Regions from separate parts of the Mus musculus genome. Here all the other regions are linked to region 2. Evidence: chromatin contacts called from public Hi-C and promoter capture Hi-C data. All regions are on one chromosome and are shown on one strand. The core of a region is the stretch at or near the end of the contact, and the rest is flanking DNA. Distances in the headings are between cores, read along the strand shown. Region 1 holds the start of Bhlhe40 (basic helix-loop-helix family, member e40). Region 2 holds the start of Il5ra (interleukin 5 receptor, alpha). Region 3 overlaps Gm35359 (a long non-coding RNA gene). Region 4 holds the start of Itpr1 (inositol 1,4,5-trisphosphate receptor 1).

Region 1 (3,461 bases), core at 958-3,457, 1.9 Mb before region 2:
GCACAGCAGCATTCCGTATGGCAAAATATGACCTTTTAGGAAAGAATCAGAAGAGCATCTCCCCCCCCCCCACCCCTGCCCAGTGACTGTGAAAAATGAATGGTAACAGAAGAGTCAGAAGCCAGAGCGAGCTCCCAGGGGCTAGATTGGCACTGAGCTCTCAGGAGACACTAATCAGGCCGGGGACTCACCAGCTTGTAAACCGCTCTGCAGGGCAATGATTTTCTGCTGCTGCTGATCAATTAGATTTGTCAATGCTTTCACGTGCTTCAACGTAAGCTCCAGAACCACTGCTTTTTCCAAGTGACCCAAAGTCTGAAGAAGAAGAAAAAAACGGAGAGTCTGTCACCCGTGAGGTCAGTGGAGTCCCTTCTGACACTATCTGTTAGGAGAATTGGGTGTCAACAACAACAAAGATAGGAAGAGTCTTTCCTGCTCCACTAAATTTAAAGTTTGCAGATGTTTTAACATATACACATAGATGATCAAAAGCTTAAAAAAAAAAAAAAGCCAGACACGTGTTGTCTATCTTTGGAGGCATTTTGGTAGTTGTTACAGTCTAGGGAGTGAGCTGACAGATATATTTCTCCAGCAGCTGCCCTGACCTTAACTTAGGGGACTCCGGGGATAACATTTATCTGCTGTGGTGTCAACCCAGGGAGGGATGTCTACTGTGTCTGGCAACCAAGTGGCTTTCCCAATGTGTTGCGTTTCTTTCTTTCTTTCTTTCCCCCCTGACACTTGTTCAGAACTTCCAGTCATGCTGGCTTTTTGTCTTCCTTTCCAAATACTTTTCCCGAAGGAAAAGCTAAAAAGCTTTTGGCTACCAGTAAAGATTATGACGAAAAAAAAAAAAGGCACACATTAAATAAAGTAGGTCCTATTGTAAATGAAAAGCGGACAAGGCTTAAGTTTTTAATTTCGTGGTTTGCTTCTTTAAGTCAGGGAGACTACAAGGTGGTGAGAGAGAGAAAAAAAAACTACCAAAAGGAAGCTGTGTTAGTGTTGAAGCCAACTTAAAGAGGCCCCAGATGGTTCTGGTTCTGCCTCTGCTTAGGAAGTTCTGGGTCTGGGGATGGGTTCCCTCCAAACCAGAAGCTTTGATCCGCCCGTCTAGCATGCAGTTCCCCGTGACGCCTGCAGGCGGCGAGAGACACCCCCACCCCACCATCCGCCCTCTGGGCAGAAGAACTGGGTTGGAGCGCAGCCAGCTTCTCACTTACAGTAAGTTTGAGATGTTCGGGTAGGAGATCCTTCAGCTGGGCAATGCACTCGTTAATCCGGTCACGTCTCTTTTTCTCAATCAGCCGGTGCGGCAGTTTGTAAGTTTCCTGCATGGAATACATGGAAGCAATGGGTGCCCGGGGAAGGGAACGAAGCTTCCTCCCTTCCTTCCCAACCGGTAGCAGGGGGGAAAAATTCTGCGAGGGCGCAGAGACGCACCCAGATTCACCTTCTCTGCCCCTTCTTTCCCAAGTCACTCATTTGTGGCAATGAGCTCATCTCATCTTGAACCCCCCAGCCAACCTTGAAACAAGCAAACTTTTCTTGGAAACTCAGCGCACACGAGGGGCTAAGGAATGAGGTTCCCAGGGATGCACCTACCTTGCTGTCTTCGCTCCGTTTTATTCCCCGCCTGGACTTGTACACTTGGTACATGTGGGCAAAATCCATCCTGCAGGGAGAGAGGTCAGAAAAAGCCGTGACTCCCGAGTGCGTACTAGCTGCAGGAGCCCTAGACGTGAAAGAAGCCCCCTATACTCTCAGAGATGCCCCAAGTTGAGAGTGTCGCGGAACACAAGGTTAGGAGTGGAGACTTGAAGGGATCACAGCACACACTTACCCTGACAGGTCTCCGTGCTCCAGCCCTGGAGCTTTGGGCAGGCAGGTAGGAGGTGGTTGCGCGCTGGGGATCCGTTCCATGATGCGGCGAGCAGGGGCCACTGTGCGCTCCTGTCTGCACTTAGTAGAGTCTGAGAAAGGGCTGCCCTGGAAGGGAGGATCCGAGGGTCTCAAGAGGTATGTTCCTATGAGCTAGCCTGAGCTTCCTTGCAATGCGCTGGGATGCCAGGAGCAGCGGCTTTGAGGTGTCGCTTCAGTTGGGGGCGTGCATGGCCGGGTGTCCCCACGGCTTCTGGCTCCCGCTCTGCACACAGACTGGCGGTGTGTGCTCGCTGCGCTGTCTGCGCCGTGCGAGCCAAGTGAATGAGAAGTGGGGCGGGCGGAGAGGCGGGAGGGAAGGGGGGGTTGCTCAGGGCGGAGCGGGCGGGGCGGGGGGGGGGGAGTTGCTGGAGGGGACGAGCCGAGGAGTAAGGAGAGGCTGCGGGCTGGGTTAAATGGGAGCGAGTGGGTGGGTAGAAGCTACGTGTTCTACCCTGTGACTCCAAGCACGTCTGGCCGCTGCCGGGGAGGGAAGGAGCGACCTGCCCGCCCTCCCCCGGCTTCATCACATGAGCCTCACGTGTTGGACAACGCTCTGGCGGCTGCGAAGTGCCCCCCCCCCCTCCAAACCTCGGGCCCCCAGGTGTCTGCGGCTGCGGCCTCCTTTCCCCGAAAGAGGGGGTGGCAGCGCAGCCAGAGTCCTGCCCAGCTGGGTGGGGGGCACGGAAGCTGGAAGGAACCGGGGAGCTGGAGGGGGGGGGGGAAGAGTTGGTAACGTGGGCGAACCTGCCCCAGGGAAATGAAGTAAGTTCCCGTCTCCTGGGAGGGAACGGGGGAGGACGGATTCCGCCCGCGTCTGACTCAAGCCGGGAGAGGAATATCCCCTTGGTCGCTCCAGCCCAGCCTTCTTCCTCCTCCCCCGCCTGGCCCGCTCCTAGGAACCGGTGCGCAGCTGAGGGAGTCGTCGGCCCCCCTTAGCCTTCTCCAGAGGCTGGGGTTTCTTTCCGTCCTGGCTTCCCAGCCCCCCCCCCCCCCCCCCCCCCAGCGCTCAGCCTCAGTGTCCAGGAATTGCCCGCCTTGGGGAGGGACCGAGGGCGGGGCGGATGTCACCCCATGGGAAGCGGGCTGGTGGCCAGGAGCTAGGGCAGCCGAGGCCGCCGCCGAGCACGCCGCGCGCACCTGACCGTGGACCGTGTGAGCCGTGCCGACCCCCTCCCCCCACCCCCACCCCGGACTCTCCCGGGAGCTCAGGTCCCAGGCGCAGCCTGCGGGTGGCCTGGCACCCGACTGGCGCGCACCCATCTCCTCCCGCCTTTCAGGGTGCCTCACTGCCCCCACCCACCCTGGCTAGTCAAGCACAGAAAGATACCGGGCACAGTGCCCGGCGTTCCCTCCCTCCTCTGCCCCCTCCGATGCAGAGGCGTCCGGGTCGCCTCCCCTCCGGCTGCAGCGTTACACAACCGCGGCGACGGCGCCTGCCCTGCAGCAGCGCGGGGCGTGACGCTTCACGTGGCCCGGACGCGGGCCGGAGCTCGGCTCACTTGCAAGCCTCTCCGCGCTGGCTTCCAAGCCTAGACCCC
Region 2 (3,609 bases), core at 1,009-3,508:
CAGAGAAACCTGCAATGAGTTTCAGTCTCTTCCATATAAACGTTGCTCTACAGATCACACTTTAATAAACTCATCTAGCCAGAGTTTAAGGAGAATCCAGTGAATTTTGCTTCCTATGTAATTACAATTCAGATTTCAACTACACCATTTGGCTGGATCCTCACTATTTTCTTTCTGAAGGAAAGAGGGAAATTTAAAAAACAAAACCAAACCAATTTTGTGAATTCTTTTTGAATGTTCCACTATGTCTTTGAACACTTATATTTTATCTTAAAGAATGAAATAGATGCCATAAAATATAACCTATGTAAATTCCTGCCTTTGTTTATGTCCTTTGAGTTCACAGGAAAACATGGGAGAATGGGAAGCGTATTGTTTATTTTTTATTGGTAGAGTAAGTTAAAATATCAAACCGCACACTTGGGGAACAATGACATTCAGAGACATAGCCGGAATAATTTTCTGAAAATCTTCAGAGTGTCTGGCATTGTGCATATCTGAAATCTGTAAATACATTTTGTATAACCATGTGTAAGAAATACAACAAATGTTAAAAGTAGCCTTTCAGGACACAGCGTTCCGTGCTTATGATGAGTAGTATTTTCAGTGTTCTTTAGTAATGCATCTAAACTAAGACACATAGTACTCTGAAGAGTAGGTAGGCCAGATGGCTGAAACTCTGTCTAACCTTTCCTGGACAGCTCTCAGCAAAGAGCAGGAGTTTTTTCTGCTTCTTGTTTCACTTCTTCTTTCCCCAAGGAAGATCACATTGTTTGGGTCATCAAACAACGATTGATCTGGTTTCATTTTGGCTTCTCTTTCAAACGGTTACCTTGGGAACCCCGGGCACAGACACAGCACTGTACTTACACCGTGCGAGCGGACACTGAGCCCCGCAGCAACTTTTTTCAGGGGACTCATCATTTATCATCTCACAAACAGAAACACTGATTTAGCCTCCACAATGGCTTCTCTATGTCTGCCCCCTCTTCTCTGAAAGACTTCTCTGCTGGCTTCTCTGGGGACTAGGAGTCCTGCACCAGGTCTTTGAGAGGTAGTTACTACTATCTGGCTCAAATAAGAAAGCACTGAACACAGTTCTCATGTACTCTCACCCTAAGCCAGTGCTTTGTACACCTGTGGGACATGACTCCCACAACAGGGGTCACATATCAGATATCTTGCATATCAGATATCTGTATTATGATTTGGAACAGTAGCAACATTACAGTTATGAAGTAACAAGGGAATAATTTTATGGTTGGGGTTAGAACCATTGCTCTAAGCCATAATTAAAGGGGGGAAAATACCTGCTCTGCTAGTCACTCAGCATGAAAATCCTCAGACTAAAACACCCAGAGAAAAGCAAAGGGCAGGAGACTCCAAGAGCATCTGTATCAACTGAAGAACAACAATAAGGCTAGGTTGCCACACTGGGCACTGGAAGATGACACGGGAGTAGTATGTGGAGTGTGCCTTGGAGACTGTCACTGTCAGGGCTGATGACGGATGAGCTGGGTCAGGCTAGATAGACCCTAGCAATTTATTAGAGCTAGACTCCTAGGCAATTCTCTCTCTACATGTTCACTTAAGGGTTCAGAGCTTCATAACAAAGCAGAAGTCAGGAGTCTCAGAAATGCACTTCAAAATCAGGGTGGAGGAACCTGCCCATGTGTCAGGCCCTGTGACCTATCAACTCACAAGCCTCCTGTTGGGATATTGACCAGACACAGTATCTTTGCTTATATGCAAGCACACACTTGCGTGCAACACACACACACACACACACACACACACACACACACACACACACACATACACACACACACACACACCAGGCTAAAGCTCGCAGAGTTCTCAGATTGTGGTATATGAAGGAGGCAAGCCTTTGTCAGTGAACAGTATGATCACTAAGACTCTAGTGTGGGCCCTCTCTAATGGGTTGCTCTCTTGGGAATCTTCTTCCAAAGAGCAGTTGTGTGGTCTTTCCATTGTAAGAGAAACTGCAGGTGTCTTCTTAACCATGACAGTTCTGATGATGAAAGAGTAAAGAACCCGCCTTAAAGTCAAACACCAGTGCACCCAGAGAGTAGATGCACAGCTGCAGGCTCAGAGCTCGGCAGCCACTGTACTTCTTAGTAACCAGGAATCAAACGTTTGACTCACTGTAGGGTTGGTAGGGCAGATAAATACCTTTTTCTATGACTAGGCTGGAGACACGCCCAGGACCCTCACCAAAAGGAGGGACAGGAAAAGAGAAATAATTGGTAAACACAGAAAATGTTTCAATAGAAAAAAGAGGAAACAGAACACTGTGTAGCCCTGTTATCAGCAGAGACAGAGCTAACGCTGGGGATACCAAACTAGAAGAAGCTCACTGGACAGGTCCCGGTATGCAGTTCTATTTTTGTTGATGGCTCTGTATCTAATGTGTTCATTTGTACCAAGGTGAGTCCTGTTAAAGTAATGTCTTGTGTTTTGCCAAAACCCCTGGAAATAGAAGACATTTGTTTCCTCCTGCTGTTGACAGTTTATTAAAAGAAGTATATATCTAATGACAAGACTTCTTAAAAAAATATACGAGTTTAGAAAATAGGCTATAGATCTAGTTAGATATAGTCAGAATAAGTTTCAGAGTTAATTTCAAGAGTTACAAATTTAGAGACAAACAACAATAAGGTAGTGATGTCATAAACTGAAGTTATTTTTTTCTGCTTTCTGCTGAAATATCTTTGGTATCTGTGATTTTTATTTTATCTAAAATGTACAAAAAGCTTATGAGATGTCTCACTTGGCTTTATGCTCACTAGTTAGGTACCTAAAACCAGGAAGATATATATTCCAGATACACAAAAAGCATGGATGGAAAGGAATCGAGAGAAAGAAGAAAGAGAGAGAGAGAGAGAGAGGGAGAGAGAGAGAGAGAGAGAGAGAGAGAGAGAGAGAGAGAAAGGAAAGAAGGAAGAAAGAAAGAGAGGAAGGCCAGAAAAAACGATAATTCAGTGGATTATAATTTTGAACACTTCATTACCTATTATTTCTGTATGTTCATATGGTCTCTTCAATAGTTGGCTGGTGATAAATATATGTAGTTGATTATTAAACATTTATATTTTGAAATATAATCAAGATTTGGAAATCAAACTGTCTCATTTGTTTAACAGTACTTAACATGCAATGTGGGGAAATTTTTAAGTAATGCATGCAAGAAGCCAGTCTTGCCAGGCATTGCCCACACAGCCTCACAGCTGATCTAAGCCATCCCTTTGTTGATGTTGAACAGACTTGCCTTGCCTCACAAGGGCTGAGTAATGACTTGTCCCTATTCTTCTCTGGACCAAGACTGATAGGCATGTGCCCTGGACCTGACAGGGTGATACGTGCTGGGGCTATGATGGAAAGCTAGATACAACAGGCAGTGGTGGTTCTCGACTTCTAACGTTGAGAACCTGTGGAACTGAAGGGATCATCCATAGTCAGGTATGTCCACCAACGAGGAAGCATCTATGTGGATCTTAGTGCCAAATGGGATTGGTGAGATATAGTTAAGTATTGAGATACTTGTAGCAAACACTCTGTCTATGCAGAATACTGAGGGTGGCAGCTATT
Region 3 (3,468 bases), core at 10-2,509, 2.0 Mb before region 2:
TTCCAGAGTGTTCACTTCATGATTGGTAGATGGATTACTTTGGGCCTGAGGTAAAGATGAACAACATGGTGGACAGAGTGTAATGGAACAGAGGTTCTCACCTCACTGCAGCCTGGGAGTGGAGAGACAGGAAGAGGTCAGGGACAAATAATCCCATTTAAGAGTGTGCACAGACGCCGGGCGATGGTGGTGCATGCCTTTAATCCTAGCACTTGGGAGGCAGAGGCAGGCGGATTTCTGAGTTCGAGGCCAGCCTGGTCTACAAAGTGAGTTCCAGGGCAGCAAGGGCTATACAGAGAAACTCTGTCTCAAAAAAAAAAAAAAAAAAAAAAAAACAAAAACAAAAAGAAAAACAAAAAAAGTAGCTCAAAGAGTGTGCCCAGACACCCATTTCTAACTCTACACCTTATGTTCACTGCTTCAGTTAGTGCTTTTGTGGTTTTTAACTTCCCTCAATCGTGACCCCTTCTGAGGTCTGACAAGGCCTTCGACACATGAGCCTCTGAAGCCTTGTCTTTTGGGTTGTTTCTCTTTAAGAGGAAGGGGATTTATTTCGCTCATTATTCCAGGTTGTACCCATCACTGCAGGAAAGTCCAGGCCCCAGGAATTTGAAGCAGTTAGTCATAGCACGTCCATAGTGAAGAGCAGAGCACAAGAGCTGACACATGCACTGCCTACTGGGGTTTAAAGCTCTCTCAATTTGATCAGATGAGTTTCTTGTCTCTTTCTTTTTTTTTTTCTTTCTGCTTTTGGTTGCTGTTTTGATTTTTCAAGACAAGGTTTCTCTGTATAGCCCTAGCTGTCCTGGAACTCACTCTGCAGACTAGATTGGCGTGAAATTCACAGAGTTCCATTTCCCTCTGCCTCCTGAGTGCTGGAATTAAAGGCATGGGCTACCAATGCCAGACTGCTTTTTCTTTTTATTAGGATATCTTTTATGTTTTCTTTGACAATGTCATACATATAAGTAATGTATATTGACCTTATCAACTCCCAGCTCCCCACCGCCCCACTACTCTCCCAACATCCCCCCTTCCCACCTTCATGTTCTTTCTGTGTTTTCCTTTGTTTGTTTAGCCAAATGAGTGCTGCCTGCGGGGGTTTTGAGTGAGTTATTGGTCTGCCTTTGTACAGGTCTTGTGTACAGCTGCAGAGTTTATAAGTGCAACAGCCTTGTCTGGTTGCCGGAAGATAGCCTTTCACAGAACTCCCCCCTTGCTCCAGATCTTACATTGTTTCTGTTCCCTCTTCTGGAATGTTCCCTGCGCCTTCAGAAGGAGGAGGTTGTCAGGGCTTGGAGTCTAGTTCATATCCAAAGGGGAGGGATTTGTAGCCAGAGAGCCTGTTGGGATTGCCACAGTTGGTTGGATGTATCTTCTGAGAATTCAGAACATCCCCAAGTTGTATCGATATCTTTGGGAGCCTCCTGGTGGGAGGCTGGCAGGTGGCAAAGGTAAGGTGAGGCTCAGCTTCAGGCTCCTTATCTTCCTAACCAGCATGCTTTGTCACCAGCCTCAGAACTTGTGCCTTGGTCTCACCCTTGGTGTGTAAAGAGCCTAGTTTCATTCTGTCTAAACCCTACACCAACTTCTCCATTTTTAGGTTAATTGTCAGAGATGGGAAGGAACTCAAAGGGTATGTCCAGATAGACAGCCTGCCCCAGATTTTATGTCTGACTGTACCGCTGTGGGAAAGTGAATTAGCATCTCTGGGCTTCCATTGCTCATTTGTCCAGCGGTAATACAAACCTTCTTCTCATCATTCTTGCCACAGTTTGCAAAGATAATACATGCAGTATGTTTGAACTAAAACCAACATTCAGAAACAGGGATTCTTCATTGGGACCCCTTCTTCTGAGCCAATCACTGAATTCTAGCCCCCATCCAGCATAAGTGGCCAGCCAGCCAGCTGGGCTGCATCCTCACCTGGGATGGATAGACAGATGCTGAGAGCCATACACTCTCTTTCCAGTGGCTGGGGATGCTGGTTGCCAAGTTCCAGAAGGCAACGTACAGAAACTCATGGCAAAGCCAAAGCTGAGAGTCAGAAGTCCAGAGAGGCTGGACTGCAGAGGAACTGAGTCCTGGCTTGCTTAGAGGTAGGTTGACACTTCTAACCAAACGAAGAGTTCTGAGAACTGAGCAAGGTCTCAGAGATAATTCTGAGTCACCTGCTTAGAGGCCAGACGTCCAAAAAGATCTCCAAAGATGATCTAGAATCTAGGAGTGTCACTCAAAGATAGAGCTCTACTCAGGGTGCACAGAAGCTAGGTTGGCTTCCATCTCCAGTAGTGCAGAAGAGGTCATGTAATCCCGGAGCCTAATAAACCTCCCCCAACACACACACTTAAAAAGTAGACTATGGATCTCCAGGAACCCAGGAAGGAAGGAGGGAGGGGGCAGGGAGGGAGGGAGGGAGGGGGCAGGGAGGGAGGGGGCAGGGAGGGAGGGAGGGAAGGAGGGAGGGGGGGCAGGGAGGGAGGGAGGGTGCAGGGAGGGAGGGAGGGAGGGAAGGAGGGAAGAGGAGGGGAGGGGGAGGGAAGGGAAGAGAAGAAAAGGTCTTTGAATCTGTAGGGTCACTGCACAGACCCTGAGCCCCGCCTCCCCCCCCAGCCTCCATCTGAAACCCTGAAGTTTACTTTCTACATCAGAAGTCACCTTAACCACACCTTTGACACCTGATCTTCTCTCCTTAGCTTGAACCACAGCCACCTGACAGAGCCCAGAGGCCAGTTCACTTCCCCTTGCTCTGAAGACACTTCCTTAGGTGCTCTGGTGACGCTCCCCCGGGAGGCCCTGACCCCTGGGGGCTCTTTCCTCTGTCGGGCCTGCATACTGAAAATGGTTTTCAAGTGCTGCTCAGCTATCAAGTAAACCTCCTCAATCCCTTCTGACTGTTTCTCATGGGACCTCATGTCCAGCTGGTGGTATGCCTAGAATAGTTAGCCTGCTGGTGCAATTTCAGGAGAGACAGGAAGTCTCAAGTTAAAGAGCGTTTCTTAAAACACACAGCAGGGGCTCATGACAACCTCTTTCCCTCCAAGGTAGCATTTCCTCTGCCAAAGGCACTGTTCTTACGTTTTCCCCTGTAGACTCCTACACAGCGTTGGAGTCTGAGAAGGTGTTGATTGTCAGCTGAAGGGTAACAAGGAGCAAGACGGGTGCCTTGCACTTCAAATCGTTGTACCTGAGAGAATGAACCTGGGGATTGCCAAGAGTTCAAAGCAAGCCTGGGCTACAGAGTGAAAACCAATCACAAAAGCCAAAAGGACGAACCCATTCTTGAGGATAACCTTAAACTATTGATCCTCCTCACTTCCTCGCCAGAGTATCGGCCCCTAATATTGCAATGCCAATTCCCATGGGGAAAAAAAAGTCTGTTTTAGCATGTTTTTAAAAACATACAGGAGCTAGGCAGTGGCAGTGCACTTCTTCTTTAATCCCAGAACTCAGGAGACGGAGGCCGGT
Region 4 (3,247 bases), core at 116-2,615, 1.5 Mb before region 2:
CACTTCTGAGCGACCTTCAAAAGTGGCTGTCACTAGACCTTTACTCACCCAAGACCATGACCAATTTTGACCACGGTGTCTTTCTTTTCCCTACTTTACCTCTATGGCAGCTACAAGAGGACTTAGAAAATGCTTAGGACAAAAACCCATTTTTGACTACAGCACTCGGCTCGCACACTCACCTGACCCAGGTCAGGCACTCTGTAGCCAATGGACGCCCAGCCAAGGATGCAAATCCTGGTCCCTTGTAATCAGCTCCTAAATATTTAACAAAGAAAGAAGACTGAGTAGGGGATCTCGCGAGGGTCTATCAGAAATTCTCAAATCCAAGTTTTGACTTTTATAGCCTCCGCTTTTCCTGCAGATCCCACTCCCCTCCAAATTTAGCAGCTAAGTCGGAGGGATCTCTTTCCCCCAAATAAAAGCAAACCCAGCATGCTTATTTCCCGTCAGTAGCTGGCCAGAAAGATCAGACACGCAGAAACTTCGAACACGCCGGATGGGGATTGAAGGTGGATGGAAGTAAGGGACGTGTTGAGATCCCAAAGCACTTGTTTCCCCGCGTGGAGGCCAAGTATGTGAAACCCGCGTCCTCATTGGGCACGAGCTCCGTCCACACTTCTTTCCTCATCGCCCCCCCCCCCCTTCCTCCGGTTTTCTTCCTTTTTTTTTTTTTTAACCCACGGGGACCCCCACGCATGCATTATCCTACCAGCTGAGCAGCGCAACAGGGCTAGCTACATTTTTAGAAAGATTATTTCCTTGAGCGAACTCATATGACCCCCTCAAATACCCCCCCCCAGGGGGAAAAAAAACTATTTCCTGCAGACACTCCAACCGTTTCCAACTTGGGGGAATGCCATTTCAATACGGGGAAGGAGGTTGAAACCGGTCACTAGAGTCGAGGACGTTTGGGGTTACTTAAGCCTGAAAAAAAATATATACCTCCCCCCAAAACTGTTCACAGGGAAAGAAGCCCCAAAATACACGCCAAGTGCATGCAAAGCCACCAAAGCCACCAAGAACTCCCGGTGATCAGGGCAAAAACTTCTGCGCACGGGAGCTAGTGCCAACTCCCCGCGCCCTCTGCCCGGCCCCAGCAGCTACCTTGGTGACCGGGGAGCCACGCCGGTTTGGGGGATCAGGACCAGGAGAGGGGTTAGCAGCCGCTGGGCAATCCCATGTCCGCGAAGAGGGAGCTCGTTCCGTTAGGATGGGAGCGGAACACCCACACCTCCTCTCGGCGTGCGCTTTCTCTCTCTCCACCCTCTGCCTCCACCTCCTCCACCACCACCACCTCCTCCTCTCCTCCCACCCCGGCAGGCTTGAGGAAACGCTTCAGCAGAACATCCACATGGTTACTGCACTTTAAAGCAGCGCCCGACCGCTTATATAGGCCGGGAAGCTCCCTGGGCAATGTAGTCCGAGTCCCAGGTCGTGCCGGCGCCTGGGGCTGCGCAGAGGGACTACAAGTCCCAGAATCCCCTGGGCTCCGGGGCTGGGTTCTAAATAGACTCCCGCGCGCTGACCAGGGGTGGGAGGGGGAAGAGGCGCCCAGGCTGAAGGCTCGGGTTGCGAACTTGTGTCTGAACACCGGACTCCCCAGGTTTGGCAAGCCCGACCCACTGGGTATGTCCCCTACCTCTGTGAACCCTTCTCTTTTGACTTGTATCTTCCCTTCCTAAAGTCAGGTGTCACTAGGGTCCGGAGAGAGAGGAAGAGCTCGGATTACTGCTTCGGGAAGTTTTTACAAGCTATTTACCCACCCCCGCGCGCCCTGTGTCCTGGAGCCAAGAATTTCAGAAATCCGAGGCACAAAAACGCCAGTGTTTGCGGTCAAGGATTAAAGAAACAAGTTTGTCTTTATTAAATCTGGTCTAGTTTTTTATTGGATCCTGCTAGTGTCTGCATGAAAAACTAAGTCTGGAAATGGGGTGGTCCCTGCTATTGAGGATGCGGGGTAATCGTGTGAGAGCCCTTTTCTGAATTCGAGCTGGGTCTGTCTTTCGTCGCCCGGTAGGAGGTAAAAGAAACGCTACCCTGACGAGTGAGCAAATAAAGGAACCATGTTGTGACTTGCTGATGTTGTGATCGCGAAGCAGGAAAGAAATACAAACCGCGACCTCGGTCCTGACCCCGCTTCTAAGACCCCTATGCTCCTGGAATCTGTAAACGCTAAAGTAAATAAACCGCAAACCAAAAAAATAAGGGCTTCAGAGAAAACTGCTTATACTAAGATGAGTGCGTCCAGGCGAGGCGTGCTGCAAGTCTTCAACCCAAGCCTCTGGGCTGAAATGGATTTCCACACACCAGAAAATAGTGTAGGCTCCAGGCTGCAAAGTGCATAGAACTTTGGTCTTGGGAAGAAGAGTTTGCATCACAGGCAAAGTTATCCTACTGTCTCCTTCCCCATCCCACCCTACAAACTAGACTGCACGTATTCATTCCACAAACGTTCCCCGGGTGTCATCTGGGTGCCAGGCCAGGCACTGTGCCAGGATATGAGAGCGCGCCAAAATATATCATAACATCCTAAATGGGGGTCTGTCTGCTACCGCTAAAGACCTGTTAACAGTAATCCTTGTAATGAAAACAAATGGTTCTACAGAGCTCAGCCTACCTGCTTTCTGTACAGCATGCTATTGAGTGTCACTGATTCTGGGTTTGTAACCTCTTTGTATACAGCAGGTATAAGGCCAAAGAACAGGACAAGCCAGGTTAACTTTGGTCTCCTTTGCAACTCCAACCTGTACCTATACTAAGCACTTGCCCATTGGGACCTCCATCACCACCTCCTTAAAGGAGCCCCTCCTATTTTAGGAGCAGCCTCTAAGCCCTTAGGCAAATCACCTTGAACTCTTTACCCCAGGTTTGCCATCTAGAGAGGGATTCAATACTCATTAATGTTTGCCTGTTCTCTTTTCCTATTACGTGATTCAACAGCCTTGCCTCCTCTCGTGAAACTTTAAGAACAATAGAGGGCAAAATAGGTAACAATTATTGCATATTTAGTGCTCAACCTAACCATTAGGGGCATCACACGGGTGCGTCCTGTGGCCCAGGCATTGTTTCTAAGTAATTTAAGTAGATCATTTCAGCGATAGCACATGGAAAGCTAAAGGCATGCAGGTTAAGTTATATCCAAAAGGCACCGTTGGCAATCTAGGAGGCAAGTGGGGATGCTTCAAGCTGCCTGTCTGTCCTCGGGAAAAACCCCAACTTGTCACCACAGAGGAATCCACACCTT

The links. Promoter capture Hi-C pulls out the DNA fragments that hold promoters and counts their contacts. Hi-C and Micro-C count contacts between places; a contact is called where the count stands out from the background.
Region 1: a promoter capture Hi-C map of pre-B cells shows a contact between it and region 2. The contact joins the promoter of Bhlhe40 here to the promoter of Il5ra in region 2. A contact is called at or near these places in 2 of 39 promoter capture datasets (the HPC-7 cell line and pre-B cells) and 1 of 115 datasets of contacts at active chromatin or transcription factors (pancreatic cancer cells).
Region 3: a Hi-C map of B cells shows a contact between it and region 2, with 8 read pairs. The contact joins the enhancer-like site here to the promoter of Il5ra in region 2. A contact is called at or near these places in 2 of 39 promoter capture datasets (liver and pre-B cells), 2 of 484 Hi-C or Micro-C datasets (both in B cells) and 2 of 115 datasets of contacts at active chromatin or transcription factors (large pre-B cells and pancreatic cancer cells).
Region 4: a contact with region 2 is called in a promoter capture Hi-C map of pre-B cells, with 5 times the contacts expected there. The contact joins the promoter of Itpr1 here to the promoter of Il5ra in region 2. A contact is called at or near these places in 2 of 39 promoter capture datasets (the HPC-7 cell line, HPC-7-derived erythroid cells and pre-B cells), 1 of 484 Hi-C or Micro-C datasets (B cells) and 1 of 115 datasets of contacts at active chromatin or transcription factors (large pre-B cells).

Annotation. Positions count from the first base shown.
Region 1 is chr6:108,659,375-108,662,835 of GRCm38.p6, reverse strand. Bhlhe40 (basic helix-loop-helix family, member e40) reads right to left here and starts at 2,207. Exons shown (of 5, transcript NM_011498.4): 1 at 1,844-2,207; 2 at 1,606-1,675; 3 at 1,224-1,331; 4 at 192-315. The coding sequence starts at 1,923. 0610040F04Rik (RIKEN cDNA 0610040F04 gene) reads left to right here and starts at 1,902. Exons shown (of 7, transcript NR_104577.1): 1 at 1,902-2,019.
Region 2 is chr6:106,747,686-106,751,294 of GRCm38.p6, reverse strand. It overlaps Il5ra (interleukin 5 receptor, alpha), which reads left to right and starts at 2,258. Exons shown (of 13, transcript NM_008370.2): 1 at 2,258-2,448.
Region 3 is chr6:108,717,157-108,720,624 of GRCm38.p6, reverse strand. Gm35359 (a long non-coding RNA gene) reads left to right here. Exons shown (of 3, transcript XR_377955.2): 2 at 1,973-2,099; 3 at 2,697-3,094. Among named protein-coding and RNA genes, the nearest start is that of Gm35359, 12 kb to the left of the region's middle. Within about 2 kb of position 1,259, at least 51 of the 459 cell types and tissues checked have an H3K27ac peak or open chromatin away from gene starts, as enhancers often do. A contact at or near this core is called in B cells and pre-B cells, where this site is marked.
Region 4 is chr6:108,211,214-108,214,460 of GRCm38.p6, reverse strand. It overlaps Itpr1 (inositol 1,4,5-trisphosphate receptor 1), which reads right to left and starts at 1,365. Exons shown (of 62, transcript NM_010585.5): 1 at 1,108-1,365; 2 at 183-258. Gm38872 (predicted gene, 38872) reads left to right here and starts at 1,543. Exons shown (of 3, transcript NR_167935.1): 1 at 1,543-1,606; 2 at 1,688-1,855; 3 at 2,021-2,205.